Regions from separate parts of the Mus musculus genome. Here all the other regions are linked to region 1. A link is a contact called in public Hi-C and HiChIP or PLAC-seq data. All regions are on one chromosome and are shown on one strand. Each heading gives the region's core, a stretch centred on a gene start, on an enhancer-like site or on the middle of the called end of the contact. The rest is flanking DNA. Distances are from core to core; before and after follow the strand shown.

Region 1 (3,345 bases), core at 635-3,134:
TCTCAAAAATCAACTTGCCCAGTTAGAATATTCACACCTTTAAGGTAGGATGGAAAACAAAATATATTTCTCAAGAATTAAGTTTTCATCCGGGCGTGGTGGCGCATGCCTTTAATCCCAGCACTTGGGAGGCAGAGGCAGGCGGATTTCTGAGTTCGAGGCCAGCCTGGTCTACAAAGTGAGTTCCAGGACAGCCAGGGCTATACAGAGAAACCCTGTCTCGAAAAACCAAAAAAAAAAAAAAAAAAAAAAAAAAAAAAGAATAAGAATTAAGTTTTCCCAACTACCCAAGTATAACTCTCTCAGAATCTGCATGTTTTGCTAAGTCTGAAAAGAAATTCCCAATTTACTGTGCATAATACAAAAAGCACCGTGTCCACTCCTTAAACAACTCTGTAACTTTGGTTATACAAACTCTAAGATAATTCAAACACTGGACAAGGCACACACCTTCACCAATACCTTCTTAAAGAAAGTTGCCTCCAACCTTAAAGGTATTTACAATTTAAGAAAGCGACTTCAGTCTGTTCCAAAACCCTGCAGCCTTTCAGTTCACTGGCATTTGATTTTTAATAGGATTTTGCACCCTTGGTGGGGGTGGTGGGCACGGGACGGGACGACGCCGAAGCTCTTCCAATACAGTTTAAGGAGAGCAAATATTAACTTTCCTTTGTAAAGAGAAGCCGAAGTACAGAAGCCACTTCCATAAGCCATTCAAACACCAACGCGTTTTGGAACGCTGAAGACAGCTTAACAAATCAGAGAGCACGAAGAAAACGTCCACAGCGTTTCCCTCTTAAATTTGAAGAAGGCCGCTTGGTCTAGTTGAACACCTCGACAGTGTCACCTTACACTATCCTGGCAGAGCCTACTCAAAGCCTTTCTGTGCCACGAAAAAGGCACCCAGCCTCGGAACGTCTCTACAACACTCGATCCTTAGCCATTAAAGAAATTAAAAAAAAAAAAAAAGTTTAGAAAAGTTAAGGGGAATACCAGCTACACTCATGTTCTTGGAAGCAATGTTATTCGATCGTGTTTTAAAACAGCCGGTCCAATTTCTGAGATGCCCAACACACAAATATATACATTATAGAGAAATCCGGTTGAGGGAGACAGAAGAACAGGCGAGTGAGTCCACGATCCCTGCGGCCAGCACACGCCTGGCGCGACCCGGACCCCGGACTCCACACCCGATGCACCGCGCCCGCCCGCCCAGGAGTCTCCCTGACGGCTCCCGCCCTGAGTCCCGCGTCTTTGCAGACAGCCATCTTCCCCCCCGAGGGGGCGGCCAGCTCCGAGAGCGGGCTCGTTCAAACCTCCCCTTCTCTCCCCGTCAGCCCCGGGATCCCGCTGTCCCACCTCCGCGCGGCCGAGGGTCGCTTTTGTGGGCCCTGGACTGCGGCGGAACCATTAGGAAGTCAGCAGGCGCGGTGCACGGCCCCGGGGCAGCGAGGAACCCCCCCAGGCGAGGGCGGCCCCGGGACGTAGGGGGCCCGGAGAGCGCGGGGTCGCCGGGCGCTGCCCGGGAGCTGGCAGCACTCGGGGGCCGCAACGCCGGCCGCCTCGCACCGCAACTGCGGGCCGCGGAGCCCGCGCCCCGGGAGCAACCCGGCGGGGCAGAGCACCGGGGAGGGAGCCAGAGCCCGAGGAGGGGTCGGCCCGATCGCTTACCTGGATCTCGGCGGGGAGCCGGGAGGGGTGGGTGGCCCGGGGAGGGGGGGAAGGGTCAGGGGAGGGGGCGGGGAGAGGGGGAGCCCTTGTGCGGTGTAGCCTCGGAGCTGCTCCCGCCACCGCCACGGCCGCCGCCTCCTTTTCCGATTCACTCAAACAAACAAGATGGCGGCCGTTACGGCGCGGCTCTTCCGGCCGCCCAAATCCTCGGTTCAAATCGGCAGGATGTTTACGGTCAAAAAGGTACGTGTGCGCCTGCGCAACCCGCCGGAGCCGCCCCCCACCCACAGAAGGGGCGGCGCAGGCGCGCTGACCACTTCCTTGTCTCTGGACCAGCCACCTATTGGCCACGGAGCAGGCGCAAAGGGTTCCTTGAAGAGGTTTGCGGAGCGTCAGAGTTGGCAAATGCAGCGCCTGCGCAACACCGTGTAACTAATTGGGGTTTAACTTGAACTCGAGTTAAAGCAGGTCTTTGCTGTTGGCCAGTTTTCTTTGCGCCCGGCAAAAATAAAAATTATTTTAATGACCTTGTACAGCGACGAAGGAAACAAAAATCTTAAGCTAGCTGCTGGAAAAGTAAGGCCTAATTGGTTCGGCCAACCTGTGCTTATATTAGGTTTGCAGCAAAAAGCATGCTACCGAGGCCCTGGGAGAAATTTTTTGAGAGTAGATTCCTTTTACACGCAGTTCCTAAACTAACTTTGGTCTCCCATTCATGGAGTCTCATATATGTTCTTGAAAGTTCCCTTTAACAACATTTGATTCTCTGGCGGTGGTGGTACACGCCTTTAACCTCAGCACTCGGAAGGCAGAGGCAGGTGCATCTCTGTGAGTTCAAGACCAGCTTGGTCACAAGGTCCAGGACAGCCAATACTACACAGAGGAGCCCTATCTCAAACCAAAACAACAATAACAAAAACCAACAAAACAACATTTGATTCTTTGAAGCAGATGCTTGCTTATGGTTCATCAGTAAATTTCTTACTGTGGGAGTTAGCTACTGACAGTTTGGAAACACCTGCTGAAGGTGCGTGTGTCAACTTTAGGCAGTTTGCTTAACAAACCTTTGACAGGACAGATTTAATTAACAGATTTCACCTCTATTCATTGGAAAATAATCCACTTTCCTTTTTTTGGCTACGTAGTAATGACTTTTATGATTTGACTTAATAACTGACCGAGAAACTGCTTGCTGTCATTCTCTAAAGCCTTTTTATAAAGCAGTTCTGTTCTGCTTGTCTGTCTCATGATAACACACAACACATTTGAGAGAGGAAAACGGTAGGAGGATTATAAAACATACAGTAGCAGATTTTGGTTTAGAACTGCACACAGTTTTGCAGAGCTGTTCCTCGGAACTGATCAACTCTTGAAAAAGGATTATATATGTCAAAAACACTAGAGTAAGTAGGAAGCTTAGAGTAAGAGGATTGACAAGATTTTTGGGAATATCACAATGTGTTTTGGCATAACTTTAAAGCTTTTACAGTAAATGAAAAAAATAAGGTATAAAGCATTTGTTTAAAAAAAAAAAGCATTTGTTTAATAAAGAAAACTCCCCAAGTAAAATGCCTTAAGGTCTTGGACTAAGCAGAAGGAAATGGGTTTAAAACACTGATAAAACACTGATAATGATTTTGCTGTTTATCTGGATTTTGATAAGAAATGTCATTT
Region 2 (3,394 bases), core at 161-2,660, 150 kb after region 1:
CCTCTTTCCCAATTTTTTTATTTTAGATTTTTTATTAGATATTTCCTTCATTTACATTTCAAATGCTATCCGAAAGTCCCCTATACCCTCCCCAACCCACCCACTCCCATTTCCTGGCCCTGGCATTCCCCTGAACTGTGGCATATGATCTTCGAAAGACCAAGGGCCTCTCCTCCCATTGCTGGCCTACTAGGCCATCCTGTGCTACATATGCAACTAGAGACATAGTTCTGGGGGTGGGGGTACTGGTTAGTTCATATTGTTGATCCTCCTATAGGGTTGCAGACCCCTTTAGCTCCTTGGGTACTTTCTCTAGCTCCTTCATTAGGGGCCCTGTGTTCCACCCAAATAGATGACTGTGAACATCCACTTCTGTGTTTGCCAGGCACTGGCATAGCCTCACAAGAGACAGCTATATCAGGGTCCTGTCAGCAAAATCTTGCTGGCATATGCACTAGTGTCTGGGTTTGGTGGTTGTATATGTCTTTCCCATTTTCTTTGCTGATTTCTGCCAACATTTAATCACAAGAGGACACTAAATGCTGTTTTCATTCCTCGATGACTTCAGGCACATGTTTGCATGAAAGGATGCATTTCTGTTCCTTTCCTGCTTGCTCCAATAAAATAACCTGAAGAAGGAGCTTAGGGAAGGACGTGTTTGCTTGGCTCACGATTCCAGGTCATGCTCTATCATGATAGTTAAGTCAGGAGCAGCAGGAACTCAGGACAGCTGCTCACCCTGTATTCATAGTAAAGAAGAGCGACAGATGAAGATCATTTCTCCTTTTTATTCAGCTGGGGATCCGGGCCACAGGAATGGTGTTGCCTACATTCAGAGGGGGTCTCCCAAGCTCAGTTGACCTACTCAAGACAATAACTCATGGCATGTCCAGAGATTGATTCTATCTTGAAAGTCCCTCACAAGTGTGCCCATAGGCTTGTCTTTTAGGTGACTTCAGATACGGACAAGTTGAATACCAATGTTAATGATCACAGGGTGGTTGCACTATCTGTTTACTGTTTGTATTTCATTTTTTTTCTCTTCCATGAGCTTGGGACCAAAATTAGACATAACAATAATCTTATCATTCTGCACAGGGAGCTGGTACAAAGTGTGTTCCGTTAACTAAAAGATTAAAAAACATGATGAAGTATGTACAGTTGTTTGCTGGGATAAAGTGTTAGAAGACTATTTTAGACACAGAGAGCACCATAAACTAAGATACTGAGTGAGAAGACTCGCTTGAAGAACTGCAGTTAGTATGGTTGAAATGTTAAGGACACAGCTGGGCAGAACACAGCAGATAAGGCCCAGGAAGTGGGTCCAGCTGCTTGAGATGTGGGCACACACACACTTTCAGGTTTTGTCCAGCAGGCTAAGGTTTCAGTCACTTACAAAGGCCAGGCAGTAAGACTAGTACCACGTACAAGGTGATTGAAGACAATTGTTAGTCGTCTTTGTGCAAGAGGGCAGTCCTAGGAGGAAGGGTTCTGGTGAACTGAAAAGAGCTTATTTAGAGCTAATTTCTGTAACTTAGCTTCTAACTATTGGGGAGCAGAAATATTTTCTAAATGTCTCATAAATTAGTCCTATACTTCCCTATAAATAAAACAAGATCATTTTGGTAGTCTATGTCCTCCAGTAAAAAGTGAATATAGTGATATACAACAAAGAATAATATATGCTAAGTAATAAATACTTCATGAAATTGCAAATCATAAAATTAGGGTAATATAAAATAATTGCATGGATAGGAGCAAAATGTCACATCATACATTATTATGGAGCTTCTTGAAATTTGACAACTTCTCATTAATGACTGAGTATAACATACACATATATACATTCATTCATCATACATACATACATACATATGTGCCTATGTGTGTTACTACTACACTAATGTGCAGTTACAGGGACTTAAGAACGTTACCATTCTGGGAAGCACACAGAAATTAATAGCAATTTTAATTCTTAGGAAAGGAATTTGTCAGAAAAACTATAAAGACCGGAAATTCATAGTTTAAAATGCGATCTTAGGAACAATAAGCTACAGGGTTGTGGCTTTTACTGCAGTGTGCTTTTGAGACTCTAGTTACACAGGTTTTTATCAGGCTTCGTTTAAAAGGAGAAAGGGGTTCATTAGCCAATTAGCTGGGGACATGGTTGGGTTAAACAAAATTAACCTTTAAAAAAAAAAAAACCAAACCCAACCAAACCAAAAAATAAAAAAACTCTAAAACTTTTCTCAGGATTTGTGCACATTGTGTGCCTTCCAAACTGGTTCTAGTAATTAGCATTTTCAAAGTTATTCTTAGAATTATGAACACAGACTTTTATTAATGAGTTTGTCAAATGATTAATGTTTCCTGTCTACATATTGGGTAGATGATTTTTTTTTTGCAGAGCTAAACATGTTACAAAATGTGTTTTGAGTGAATGAATGAATGAATGAATGAATGAACTGCTCCTCTTCTCCAGCCAGCCAAAGAACAGGCAGCAGAAGCCCAAATATCTGGTTCCATTAACATTCCTCTGGCCCATGCTTTTCTATGATACAGGGTTGGCTGGTGTTGTATCCCTAGGCACATAATCTGCTTTTTCCTGAGGAGCCCCCAACTCTTATGATTACTTCTAATATGGCAGTAGTACCACTCTACATCTGCCTGACCTTCTGGTGTCTTTGCAGCTAATCTTATTTCAGTGGTAGATGCTTCTGTGCTGCCAACCCGAGGGACGCTCTTCTTGGGAAGAGACAATGGAAGAATGGCCTCAGAATTGAGACTACAGAGAGAACACCTGGCCATCTGCAGTTGCCTGTTTCTATGAAAGAGCTCGTTAGACTGTATTCCTCATCTCCTCAGGACTATGGCGCACTTCAGCTCATAGCACTGGAGTTGCGCTTCCGAGTTATGAAGGCAGGGCAGGAGGGAGATGCAGGTGATGGGAGATATGAGAAGTGTGTACCCTCACAGCAGAGCACGAAGTGCTCACTCAGTGAATCTTGCTGATTGTAATCTCCTGGCTGACATTTGTGGGCTTCAGTTATAATTAAGTTCCATATATTTTATTGGTATTAGTGACCTGTCAGCATTTTGGGGATCTAAGTACTAAGCATGGAATGTAATAACACTATTTATCTTCCATATGGGTACATTTCAGTGTGATGGATAAAGATAAGTCAAGAGCGCCCACACAATTTCATGAAACTTCCATTTGTTTTTGCTTTTAAGAAAGTACAGAGAAGGGTTTTTTTTTTTTTCCTTCCCTCATTGTGCTCAGCAGCAGCAGCAACAGCAAAGAAAAATGCTTAATGGAAAGCAAGTATGCCCTTAAGAAATTCTCGTGTAAGAGCTTTTATATCAATGCTGAAAGTAATCCCACACTCCCAGA
Region 3 (3,223 bases), core at 545-3,044, 160 kb after region 1:
TACTGCTGCGATTAAGATGGGGCCAAGGCCAGCCGCCCCACTGCCAGCTCACAAGCTAGTTGTTCCTCACGCTCTTGAAACAGTGTTTCTGTCTGGAAACAAAGGATGATTGACAAAGATGCCCTTAATTTACAGAGAGGGAAAACGAACTTAGCTGGGTTTAAAGTAGCTCTACCAAAGTCTCCTATTTAAGACTGCAATTTTATTTGTTTAGGTATGTAAAGGCATGAAAGCAAGGCATGCGTGTGAACAGTAATAAAAATATGCATCACAGAGGGTAGGAGGACTTGAGATGGAGACACCAGTCACTGGCATGCTCGACATTTCTCTTTAACCTGTTTTTGGTATACCTTAAATTTTTGTAAATACTGCTCTTATGAGTTGAGATTTTAAACGTGACTTATATGGTACTAAGAAGGTACTTGTATTTTCTGTACCACCAATGGGAAACTCATCTCGCACATCTAGAAGATCTTGGATCTGAACTCATAGCGTCTAGTTGCAGATCCCATGTTTGTGCCTGCTCCACAGTGATGCTCATGGATTTTAGGTGAGGGCCACCAGAGAGAAACTCAGGCTCAGTTGGTTACATAGCACTGATGAGTTTGTAGCAAAGCTGGAATATGTGCCTATGTGGGATAAATTTCTACCTCAGACTGACACTGTACATCAAAGGAATAGGGCTCTATGACTATCTTAGTCCTGCCTGTGTCCAGAGAGAGAAAAGAGAGGGAGAAGAAGGAAGGAAATGAGAGAGCATAGATTGAGAATAACAAAATTTTCTAATGTATTATTTAATTTTTTTCATGTTAAAAAACGAGCTTTATTGGCATAAATTTTTATAACATTTTTTCTTGGTGCCATAAAAATTAAAGTATCTATCATACTCCCACTTGTTTAAAAAATGTAATAATGTTTTGAAGGACAGAAATCTGTTTCTCTGCCTTTTAACCAATGTGATCTGGTTTTTCTGGAAGGCTGCTGCAGAGCATGGTTTAAGTATTCCCAGCAGTTGAGAGGAGAGCTGAAGCCCAGGGCAGAGCATTCCCATCTCACCATAACACTGTTGTCTCTGCAAATATTGACTTGAGCTGAAGAGCCCCTTGCTAATAGCTTTCCTCAGTCTATCCTAGGTATTTTCAGGGTAACTGCATAGCCTTAGGCACTCTGTAGTGAGACTAAAATAGGTTGGAGGGAGACTCGAGAGAGTAGCAGGGCAAGTGAGCAGTGGGTGGTAAGACTGAGCCGATGAGTTGGTCCATTCCATCCAAAATCCATCCATCAATTTCTGAGCCAGTGAAGCCAGCCTGGACTCCTTAGGGATTCCACGAACAATTTCTTGGATGGAAAGTGTTCTATGGAGAAAAAAAATTCCCACCGTAGTTTGGATAGGAAAGAATGTAGAACTGTAAGTTCAGGGCCCAAGAAAGGAATAAGATGAGAATATCACTCAAAATAATGAGAAAACAAGGCTCATGTATGAAGGCATCTAAATGTGATTGCTTCACCATAGGGCGACTCTGGACACTGACCACGCATCCAGCTAGTAAGGGGAAAACACCACTTAGGTAACTTAGACAAAATTGCTTTGGAGAGAGTGTAAAAGAAAGAGAAATCCGGAAAAGATAAAGATCAAGTGGATTAAATAGAACAGACCTAACGTTCCTTCGGAGGAAATTGCTCCTTAATAATGGGAGTTCATTGTAGAGTGGGAAAGGTGAAGTTGGAGACCTCCAGAGGAAATCCCAGCTGAGCATTGACTGGGGTGACACAGCGGAAGAGCTAGACTGCCACCCAGAGGCAGAGTCCTGGGAAGCAGAGGATGGAGTGAGTGTTTCTGGAGCTTTTCAGCCCAATATGGCACCTTTCAGCCACCCAAAGATACAAAGTCTATTCTCTAAACGTTAATTTCATAAAGCCTTTTTTTTTTCAAAACTAATATGCATACATAGTAAAAAGGATGCAAATGATCCAGGGAAGTTTGCACAAGGCTTTATTTTAGTACCTAAATTTTCCTTCCCCAGAACCAACAGATTCTGGCATATTATATTCTTGTATGATGCCTCTGTGTGTGTGTGTGTGTGTGTGTGTGTGTGTGTGTGTGTGTGTGTGTGTGTTATCTTTGAATCCATCAATGATGCCCATTCCTTTAAGACTTGATTTCATATCAGTGTAGCTTGCAGTAGTCTTGGAAGTGATTTCCCTCTATATATTATTTATGTATTTGCGGGGGCTGGAGGCCTGTGGGAGGGAGACATTGTGCCATGAGGAAAGCTTGTGACCTGTGAGGGTCAGAGGACAGGTTTCAGGAATTGGTTCTGTCCTTCCTCTATGTGGGGGCCTGGGGATGGGACTAAGGTCTTCAGGATTTGTGGCAAGTACCTTTACCCACTGGGACATCTTGCCAGCCAGCCTGTTGTCCTCTTCCTCCTCTTCCTCCTCCTCATCCTCCTCTTCCTCCTCTTCCTCCTCCTCCTCCTCCTCGTCCTCCTCCTTTTGCATAATCTTATTGGTTGAAGCTTCTGGGACACACTATCCCTGCCCCAAGGCACATTTGCTTTCAATATTTTACTACAAACAACGCTGAAATGAACATCTTTGTCCATAGATCACTGTACACATGGGTGCTCAGAGAAAAAAATATTTGAAGTATTCATAGATGCATTAAAAGGGGTTTGAGTTAAAAATTCCAATAGATAGTAAAATTGCGCTAGAAAGAGATGGAGTGGCGTGGTTCTCTCATCAGTCACCCCTGGGATTACTCGGTGTGCTGCTCTTTTGGCAACTCTGGTCAAACTGACCTTAGGGTTTTTGATTGTTTGCTTGTTTCTGTGCTTCCTGTGTTTTTCACTGTGATCAGGAAGCCAGGAAGATGACCTTACAAAGATAACAGGGCATAAAGACAGTGCCCACTTCAGAGGTGTTTATCTAACCTTTTGTCTTGGTGGTTCCAAAGGATGTATCTCTGAGAAAGCACCAGAAATCCTTCCTTGCTTTGAGGACACTTCAGCGGGTTGTTGATGGAGTTATATGTGAGGGCAGCCTTGAATGAGGTATCACACATTGAGTGCAAACATGGGAGAGACATGGCAGACCTGTAGTAGAAATGAATGGGAAAAGAATATGGCCTCTGACCTAGAACTCAAAGAATTCATGAAGATTTGTATTTTTTATTATTGAGATAGTTATGCACACCTACTGTGCACTAGACCCAGTGATCTAT

What was found. Hi-C and Micro-C count contacts between places; a contact is called where the count stands out from the background. HiChIP or PLAC-seq counts read pairs in DNA pulled down with a chosen protein or histone mark.
Region 2: a Hi-C map of the G1E-ER4 cell line shows a contact between it and region 1, with 2.0 times the contacts expected there. The contact joins the enhancer-like site here to the promoter of Rad21 in region 1. A contact is called at or near these places in 3 of 39 promoter capture datasets (the HPC-7 cell line, cranial neural crest and liver), 1 of 15 datasets of contacts at CTCF or cohesin (the NIH/3T3 cell line), 7 of 484 Hi-C or Micro-C datasets (the G1E-ER4 cell line, the Patski cell line, embryonic heart and 4 more), 6 of 115 datasets of contacts at active chromatin or transcription factors (the SCID.adh cell line, embryonic stem cells, epiblast stem cells and 1 more) and 1 of 9 other capture datasets (pancreatic islet).
Region 3: an H3K27ac HiChIP or PLAC-seq map of trophoblast stem cells shows a contact between it and region 1, with 4 times the contacts expected there. The contact joins the enhancer-like site here to the promoter of Rad21 in region 1. A contact is called at or near these places in 9 of 39 promoter capture datasets (the HPC-7 cell line, cranial neural crest, embryonic stem cells and 4 more), 20 of 484 Hi-C or Micro-C datasets (the G1E-ER4 cell line, the Patski cell line, Sertoli cells and 12 more), 17 of 115 datasets of contacts at active chromatin or transcription factors (the SCID.adh cell line, astrocytes, a beta-TC-6 cell line and 6 more) and 2 of 9 other capture datasets (embryonic stem cells and pancreatic islet).

What each region holds. Positions count from the first base shown.
Region 1 is chr15:51,989,876-51,993,220 of GRCm38.p6, forward strand. It overlaps Rad21 (RAD21 cohesin complex component), which reads right to left and starts at 1,885. Exons shown (of 14, transcript NM_009009.4): 1 at 1,672-1,885. Gm52217 reads left to right here and starts at 1,100. Exons shown (of 2, transcript XM_030248881.1): 1 at 1,100-1,914. The coding sequence starts at 1,194.
Region 2 is chr15:52,135,656-52,139,049 of GRCm38.p6, forward strand. No RefSeq gene overlaps it. Among named protein-coding and RNA genes, the nearest start is that of Aard, 97 kb to the left of the region's middle. Within about 2 kb of position 1,411, at least 1 of the 459 cell types and tissues checked has an H3K27ac peak or open chromatin away from gene starts, as enhancers often do. A contact at or near this core is called in the G1E-ER4 cell line, where this site is marked.
Region 3 is chr15:52,151,842-52,155,064 of GRCm38.p6, forward strand. No RefSeq gene overlaps it. Among named protein-coding and RNA genes, the nearest start is that of Aard, 110 kb to the left of the region's middle. Within about 2 kb of position 1,795, at least 3 of the 459 cell types and tissues checked have an H3K27ac peak or open chromatin away from gene starts, as enhancers often do. A contact at or near this core is called in trophoblast stem cells, where this site is marked.